Linked DNA regions of Mus musculus: region 1 is linked to region 2. The links are chromatin contacts, called in public Hi-C maps. All regions are on one chromosome and are shown on one strand. The core of a region is the stretch at or near the end of the contact, and the rest is flanking DNA. Distances in the headings are between cores, read along the strand shown. Region 1 overlaps Slc22a23 (solute carrier family 22, member 23). Region 2 holds the start of Bphl (biphenyl hydrolase-like (serine hydrolase, breast epithelial mucin-associated antigen)).

Region 1 (4,721 bases), core at 2,056-4,555, 240 kb after region 2:
ACACAACTCTTTGAATGAACTTCATGCAGCTCAAGTTGTGTCTACTTCTCACAGTTGGAACAGGAAGTTCCAGGATACAGAACCCTTAACCACACAGTAGCCCTGCCCCCACTATTGGGCATCACCCTGTCATCATAACCTGAAGGTCTCTTGAAGCCTTTGAGGCCACAGCCTCTCAAAGGCAGCTATCCTTGCCCACATAGCGATGTGGCCAACACATGGGCCTGCAGCTGGCCCGTGTAGACAACAAGAGCTTCCTGTCTTTGATGCTAACAGCATTCCTCAGGGTCCGTTTTGTTGCCAGGACAAGGCATGCACCCGGGCTGGAATGCTCCTTGTTTTCAGCTCATCTCCTCACAAAGAACATCCACAGAATCCTCCACTCGGCTGCCAACATGTGCAACACGTGGGAAGCTGACAATGAGACACATGTCACTCCAAATGATCCTGTGTGCAAGTTCCCCATTAAAAACTCATCTTCGATAGTCCACACGGCAGACTTCACCGACTTTAAGAAGATCGCCTTTCCACACTCCTCCCAGGAATTCAATTACCTGGAAAGGCAGAGTTAATAAATGACCCAGCCCCTTTACATCCTATGTATCCCATGGAAGACCCTTGGCTTAGTTCAGAAACACAAGGGAGGAAAGGGAAGGGAGGGAGGCAGGAGAGGAGGTGCGTAGGTCCACTGATGCTCCACACAGGCACTGAAAGGAAGGCAGACAAACCTCAGCATTGAAAGAGAGAAGGACAAAGAAAGCCTCACTGTTTCACACATTCTATCTACGGAGCCAACAGCCAGGGATTCAGTCAAGTGGGCACCAGTAACTCATTTCTTCTTTGTCACTTCAACAACTTCCCTTGTTTGTAGAGTGGGGGAGGAACTCCCCACATAAAGCAGCCATCAGGAGGCTCCTACTTGGTCTAAGGCGGCCTTGTCTTTAGTGCTGCAGAGGCTGGCACTGCCTGGTCACAGCCATCTCACAGCCTGGGGGCTCTGAGCCACTGCTCAGCAGCAGTAATAGTAACCACTGTTGGGGACAATTCGAAGGCCGAGTGACCCCTCTGACAATCCTTTACTGATGAAGAAGTGAGTACTGGATGGCCTGGGAGCTGCCCAAGGGCCACCCAGTCTGCCAGTGGAAGCAAGAGCAATGGGACCTGATCTCTGACCCCAGGTAACCTCTCATCAGGGCAGTATCTAGGCACTTGAGGGGTATGAACACTCATCTCCTCACCTGTTGATCATTACAAGGAAGAATAAGGCTGGGTACCCCAGGGGTGTCGGGGCTCAGACTTCCTCTGACATATCATTTAATTCACCAAGCTAGTCCTTTAGAATGACCCAACTCACTAGGTGCAGTGGCACACCCCAGCATTTGGGAGGCAAAGGCAGGCAGACCATTGTGAATTCGAAGTCAGCCAGGTCTGCTTAAAGAATATCAAGTCAGCCAGGGCTACATAGTGAGAACCTGCCACAAACAGTGAAACAAACAAACTCACAGCTCTCTCTTCTCTAACCTTCTGCAGCTTTTTTCCAACCTTATTTTTCCATAATATCCCTACCAACCTTTTAGTAAAAAATGTGTGAGTATAGGAGAGCTATAGCTTCTTGAGGACAAGAAATCAAGAATATGCACTTGGCACCCACATTATCATTTCTGGGGACCCTTCAATGATAAAGAAAGAAGGGAATTCACTGACTACAGAGAGCAGGAAGGAAACAACAGCTATGTGATGCTTGATCCTAGAAGTGGTCTTGCTGGATCTAGTGAGGACTTGGGAAGCAAGTTGCTAACTTTGCAAAGTTGAACCCATTTTCCAAATAATATGCTACCACTCAAAGAATGGGCTAAAAGTATGACAGTAGTGTCACTGCTTCAATGTTTCAGAAAAAGTTTCTGTTTTGGATGATGCAAGCAGGGCTCTCCAGTATAGCACTACTAGATGCCACCATGCAACTGCTAACTCCTGGAGAACAGCAGCCAGTTGTGAGCCATGGTCCAGGCAAAGAGGAACGGGGCTCTCTCTTGAACATCTGGGCCTACCACAAACCTCACATTCAGTAACACCAAGAAGGGACAGAGTCTGAAGAAGAAAGGATACCATTGCCTGAAAATCCAGTATGTACTCACTCAGCCATCCCAAACAAGTCTCAAATCATAGAAAATGTCAGGTTGGATTAGAAAAGACAAGAAGCCTCCCCATAAGAACACAGAGATTGAGAAATATCCTGTCACCACTGCACACCCGAAAACAAAAACAAAAACAAAAACAAAAACAAAAACAAAAACTATGACTCTCTGAACTCTAATCAAGTCCAAGTACTAACCTAGTGTGTGTAAGGCCAAGAATGTCCCAGGAGAAGTGCCCAAGGCTGAACTACACTTAGTGTCCCTGGGGACCCAGAGTTCTTAGGCGTACTTAGTACACACCTGAGGATATTGTAAGCAATAACATCATGCACAATGAACCACTTTGGCTCCATGTCATATTCCATCTGTGTTATAGCCCCAAATCTGGGCAGCACAGCATTCTGAACCTGGTTTGTATAAGTAGATCAGGACTGAGGCGATCAAAGGCTCTGGATTCTCCTTCTGCTTTCTAAACATTAGTTCCAGCTTCTGGAGCTTAGGTGACATGCCACCTAACCACCAAGGCATTGTCTCATAGGAAAGCTAAGGAGTCAGTGGCTAAAGCTAAAGTCCTACCTAAAGCCCACCCAGCAGAGCAAACGGTATGCTGCTGAGGGACTCTGGCCCTGTTGTTCAGTGATGTTTCTGAACTACATAGAAGGAATGTGGAGGAATCATTATATTCTTCACACTGACAGATTCTCAGACTTATCCAAACTACCCTGATGAGAATTTTCTGCCACGTGGAAGTCTACCGAAAGTGTTAAGGCAAAGGAAGCGAGGTTATCACCGTTTCCTCTTCCTGTGCTCACTACAATGGGATTTGCACACAGATGTTCCCACCTCCTCACTGAGACTTCTTCCCACCAATATCAATAGTTGCAAGAGGGTTGAGCAACCAGATTGAAATCTAACCAACTGTTTTGCATTTAGCTCAAACCTATCTGGGTCAAGTAACTTTCATGAGAAATCTCAGCCCACTCCCTCCACTGCTCAAAACTGTCAGTGTGACAAAATCAGTGGTCCTGTTTCTTCCGTGCTAATATGATGTGGTAATAGGGCAGGATAGAGAGTTAGTAAGCTGGAGGTCTGGTCTCTCCCACCTTCAACACCCTGTAACCACACAGGTCCATCTACTTCGTAATCCTGCTGTACAGACTTTCATCATGTTCCATGAGGTCATTGATTCATCCAACTAGTTTTTCCACACCCGATCTACACAAATAGATCTCGTCCTAGAGATATAGTGAAGAGAACAGGTAGTATCCCTGCTTTTAGGGCGCTTACTTTAGTATGGTGGAATGCATGGGGACACTAACGTGCAAGAAAACAAAGGCAGGGTGGACCTAGAGAAATCAGTTGCAAGATATTGATTAGGTGGCCTGAGAAAGCTTCACAGGGATCATGTGAGCAGGGATCACAACTACAAGACATGACCAGGCATGAAGAGATGGGGGTGGAACATTCACACAGACAGGGAATGGGTACAACTGGCCTAAAGGAATAAGAGCAAGGCAAGAAGCCCCTTTGTCTAAGATATCCTGTGAGTCAATAGGGCATGAGCCCACAGGATACCACAATGTGCTTGGAATGTACAGAGATGCTCACTGAAGGACAAAACACACTACTAGCTGGCTCCCAGGATCCTTTGACCCTTCTAAAAGTTCATGGCTGGTGAAATAGTTCCCCAGCCTCCTGAGCTGTTGGTGTAAAGAGGATACTGAATCCTGGCCAACAGGTAAAAGCAGCAAAGGTAGGACTCCTGAGCAGCTTCAGTAGGAAGCTTTCCAACATATGACCATAGTAGCTAGGTTTGCATCACAGAAGGAGCCTGACCCCCAAGGGCAGGGTATTATTTCCTGCTTGGACAGAAGGAAGTGTGAAAATGAGATGTGAAGACATGACATGGAGTTTCGGTTGAGGCAACTGTTTCTATGGGAGGGCAGAGATGAAGCTATTGTCTCTAATTCTGTTCTTTTCCTGTCTAGTGTGGGAGACACTAACTGTTTTTAGCTACTTCAGTTAAGACAAATAAAAATAACACACATGGTCTCTTGGCCAGTCTATCCACATCTCAAGCACCACATGTTCCTGGTAGCTGTAGGACTGGATAGCATAGAAAGGACACATTCTCTATGGCAGTGAGTTCCCTTGGATAACTCCCTTAGCTTCTTGTTTAAGAATGATGCTTTCCACCTGAAAAAATGCTCAACATCCTTAATCATCAGGGAAATGCAAATCAAAACAACCCTGAGATTCCACCTCACACCAGTCAGAATGGCTAAGATCAAAAATTCAGGTGACAGCAGATGCTGGCGAGGATGTGGAGAAAGAGGAACACTCCTCCATTGTTGGTGGGATTGCAGGCTTGTACAACCACTCTGGAGATCAGTCTGGCGGTTCCTCAGAAAACTGGATATAGTACTACCGGAGGATCCAGCAATACCTCTCCTGGGCATATATCCAGAAGATGCCCCAACTGGTAAGAAGGACACATGCTCCACTATGTTCATAGCAGCCTTATTTATAATAGCCAGAAGCTGGAAGGAACCCAGATGCCCCTCAACAGAGGAATGGATACAGAAG
Region 2 (4,234 bases), core at 1,175-3,674:
ATGGTGAACAGGTGTTCCCATGCAGCACACTCTGTCCCCAAGGGGCCAGCACCACGGCAGTCCTTCCACATGGCTCAGAGGCCTTTCAGCTCTGCTCTAAGTGCCTCCCTGAAAAGAGCTGTGCTTACCTCTGAGGGTTTCAGTCCAAGCTACACGGCACGACTATACCTGGCCAGAAACCAGATAAGCAAGGGGAGCCAGGCCGGAAAACAAGAGAGGAGACTCGACAGTTGCTCCCAAGCACAGGTTTTCTACTTGCTGTGCTTGTGGTCCTGTCTTTCATCAGTTGTGTGGTTACTGTAAAGAATGAGAAAAGGAGCCCTGCCTCAAAGACTTGTTTTTTTAGATCTATTTATTTATGTCTATGAGTACACTGTAGCTGACCAGATGGTTGTGAACCACCACGTGATTGCTGGAATTGGAACTCAATGACCTCCAGAAGAGCAGTCATTGCACTTAACCGCTGAGCCATCTCACCAGCCCCCTCAAAAACCTCTTAACCATTATCTTGATGTATTTTTTTTCTTTGCTTTCTTAAGAGTTGTTTACAAAAAGATGCAACCTATTCTAACAGGGTAAATATTTTCAACCATTTCACTTTAAGTTAATGAAGGTTCATAAATGAACAACATACCCACTCAGTATCCTATCTATCTATTTATTTATTTATTTTGTGTGCACATGTGCTTTTTTTTTCTTTAATGTGGAGGTCAGAGGCCAACTGATGGAAGTCAGTTCTCTATACAAGTAGGGCCTACTTACTTCCTTGGCAGAATCTTCTACCTTCTATGTTACCACATTTTCCAAAATGTCATGTTTATATTCAGTGAAAATTCCAGTAGTGTGTCAACTCTTGTCCACATATCTGGGTGTTCCTTTAATTGCCTCTGCTGTATTTTGCTGCATCCCCAGCACTTGGGAGGCTGACACAGGAGGATCAAGCATCCAAGGCTAGCCTCACCCTAGGCTTCTCTATGGTATAAGCAGTATACAAAGATATCTAAAGGGTTGACAACCAGATTGTGGCTAAAACTGAACCACTTAATCTGATAATGTTTTATAACTGCTGACAATATTTTTAAAAAGGGCCTTAGAAGGTGAGGTAGGGGAAGAGGGGAAGAAATCAAGGTTCCCTTCATGGTTTTATCGCTTCAAAAAATGGGGTGGGGTTAAAATGGAGGACAGACTCAATGACATTTACAAATAAGTGATTATAAAGAGTTAAGAGCTAGTGTAATTGTAGTAAGAGGTATGATGTTTTCATATAGCATTAGGAAGCTAAGCCGACCTGAATACCCCTCCACAGCTCTGTGAGCCAAGCCTTTCTAACTTCTCTTCCCACTGTTTCCTCGTCTATAATCTGGGGTAAGAAGTATGGATGGAGAAGGAGCATATACTAATTAAAAATATAGTGACACACTTTAAGGCACCTGGCACAAAAATGACTAGTTTTTGGTATGAAGTATTGAAAGCTCCCTCCCCCCCCATTACTGGGACTAGTCATTGCTGGGTAATTGGATCGTGAGGACTCTGACTTAATCAATGGAGTTATCTATTAATGGATTCATAGTTTGTTGGTATTATTGGAAGATATAGGAGGTGGGGCCTGACTACAAGAAGCAGGTCACTGGGAGCATGCATGTCTTTGAACAATTTTTCCTTTGAACAGTTTCTTCCAGTTCTTTCTCTTCTCCCTCTCAGCCTGTTAAGTGCTCTTAACACTTAAGTGCCTCCGCTCCCACCATGCACTGCCTTTCCTCGGGCCCAAAGAAATGGGTCCGGATGACCTTGAGCTTAGAGCTCTGAAACCATGAACCTTTCCCCCTTTTACATTGTTCTCAAATGTTTGTCACAGTGGTGCATAAAGCTAACACAGCAAGATGTACAAATGATGAGTTCTTAAGACGTGCATAATAAATGTTGCTCTAAGTAACCTAAAGGCTTGCTACCATTATGCTTAGCATCAAGGGACCAGGGCTAGATAATGTGGGAAGTGGGACATAGTCAGGTGTAGTGATGCAGGCCAGATGTCCCAGCATGAGTCAGGAGGATCAGGAGCTCAAGATCAACATCAGCTAGAGTTCTAGGCCAGCTTGAGCTTTCCTTCCTTAACAGAGGCAGGATGGTCTGCTGTGCACTTGTCTCTCAGAGGCTCTGCTTAGATACCCTTTAGGTGAAGGCAGCACAGCAGGTGGCCCCGCCGACCCATATCCTTGGACTCCTTGGCAGTTGCAAGCAAGGAGCAGTGCCTACTGAACTGTCCACCCTGAGAGAGCTAGGACTAGAAGGACACGCTCTGTTTTTGTTTCTGGGCAGGCCTGACAAGGAGCAGAGCGAGCTCCAGCAAGGCACAGCGGGCCAGGGGCGGGACTTCGAGCTTAGCACTTGAAGGGTGGCATCCAGCCGGGCGCATGCGCGTTCCATGGAGCTTGTGCGACCTGGAGCTATGGCGACCGCAACAGTTCGCCCGGCGGCCCAGCGGTTGCGGCTGCTCCTCTCGCCCCTGAAATCCCGGATCTGCGTACCCCAGGCCGAACCCGTAGCCACCTTCGGGTAATGGCGTGCTCGGGGCAGCGAGGGCCACTGGCCGGGGAGGGATACGGACGCCTGGCGTTGTCGGCCCTTCCTTGCTCAAACCCCACGTCCAGATCCCGCAGAACTGGTGTGCGAGCACTTTGATGCCTGGGGTTAGGTTCTACGTGCTGGGTGGTGGTCCAGCCTCCTCAGTGCACAGGGAAGGAACTGGGGAGGAAGGAAGGGGTGGGGGGCTTGCTGGCCTCTTAGCCATTTGCTGGGAACAGTAATTATTCCTGCCAAATCAGAAATCTGCCTAACCTGCTTCAGTGGCAGGCAGGGCCCAAGTTTCCTGAGTCCTTTTGCTTGCTAATTTTAAACTTAAGTGTGCAAGACAATCTGCTTGGGAACCTGTGTAAATTCAAAGTCCCAGGTTCCCCTGCCAGAGAGTCGAGTGTGTGTGTGTGTGTGTGTGTGTGTGTGGTGATGGCCAGGACACCGAATCTTCACTTCTATTTCCCTCTACACTACACTCCAGCCCTTTGCTAAAATAATAACATTCATGGAGACCTGCTGTCTTGAAAATGGGTGCACGGTCTCAAGAGAATGTAAGCAGAAGATGTGGATAGAGCAGGCTGAAGTTGTGCGCATCCCTCCATGTTATACACATGCAGACATAGGCAGTGGTCGTGTGCAGTTTACTATCGGTGGGCCATTGACAGTAGTAACGAGCATTTGGAACTTTATTAGACCTGATGTGGAAACCAATCGTTTGAGCATATAATCTGGAAGTAGAAAGAACGGAAAAGCGACCCATTTTTTTGTTTGTTTGTTTGTTTGTTTTTAAACATTAGTAGCATGATTGTGTAGCTCTCTTAGTCTATATCCAATTCAGATTTCTTCTCTCATATGACTTTAACAACTTTTTAAATATACACGTTGGAAAACATATCAGTGACTCTGGTTGTATAAATTGCTAGTGAAGAGGCATGTTATCCCGTTTCCTGATTGCAAAAAGGGCTTGAACGAGGCTACTAAGGTTGTGTTAATGTCATGCTCATCGGCAACTTAATGGCTGTTGAGAGTCTCATTCACTTAGCTGCACTGGAGACCACTCTTCCTAAAAGATCTCTGCTAAGGTTTCCCTTAGTCTCACCCTGCATTGTTTTAGAAATACAAACGGCCTGTAACCTGAGAAACAGCTCCAGGTGGTTAATCCTGAAGCCAGGCTGCAGCCTCAGCCGCAACAGTCCCATGAAAACCTCTTCACAGCCAGTGTCCAGCCCGCAGGTAGCTGAGTTATGCACCACAGAGTTTCTTGTAAATCTGATACTTGGAACTTTGACCCTTTCCTTACTTCATGATCTCTGTGATCTGTTGAAAAGTCATTTTTTCTGTGGGGAGTTGTATGTCCGTTCTGATGTTAATAATTTACTAAATCTGACAGTCTGAAAACAGTATTTTCTGAGTTAACCTAAGGAGGTCCGGCCAGAGAATCAGGTCCATTCCTTCGCCTCATCGCTGCCTCCACCCCCCGACTTGGCAATGAGACTGAATGCCACTTTTGCCAGGAGATTAAAGAGAATCATGGGCTTTTGAGATCACATAGTCTAAATAACTGTATTATTGACCCTTCTTAGCTGTGTGACTGTAGACAAGTTACTCAACCTCTCTAGATTCCTGACCTTGCAGTGTTTGTATTTGGAACAATGATTGTGAA

The links. Hi-C and Micro-C count contacts between places; a contact is called where the count stands out from the background.
Region 1: a contact with region 2 is called in a Hi-C map of liver, with 2.3 times the contacts expected there. The contact joins the enhancer-like site here to the promoter of Bphl in region 2. A contact is called at or near these places in 2 of 39 promoter capture datasets (liver and pre-B cells), 1 of 484 Hi-C or Micro-C datasets (liver) and 2 of 115 datasets of contacts at active chromatin or transcription factors (embryonic stem cells and pancreatic cancer cells).

Annotation. Positions count from the first base shown.
Region 1 is chr13:34,278,261-34,282,981 of GRCm38.p6, forward strand. The region is part of intron 3 of Slc22a23 (solute carrier family 22, member 23); the gene reads right to left. Among named protein-coding and RNA genes, the nearest start is that of Slc22a23, 65 kb to the right of the region's middle. Within about 2 kb of position 3,306, at least 9 of the 459 cell types and tissues checked have an H3K27ac peak or open chromatin away from gene starts, as enhancers often do. A contact at or near this core is called in liver, where this site is marked.
Region 2 is chr13:34,035,217-34,039,450 of GRCm38.p6, forward strand. It overlaps Bphl (biphenyl hydrolase-like (serine hydrolase, breast epithelial mucin-associated antigen)), which reads left to right and starts at 2,425. Exons shown (of 7, transcript NM_026512.1): 1 at 2,425-2,553. The coding sequence starts at 2,447.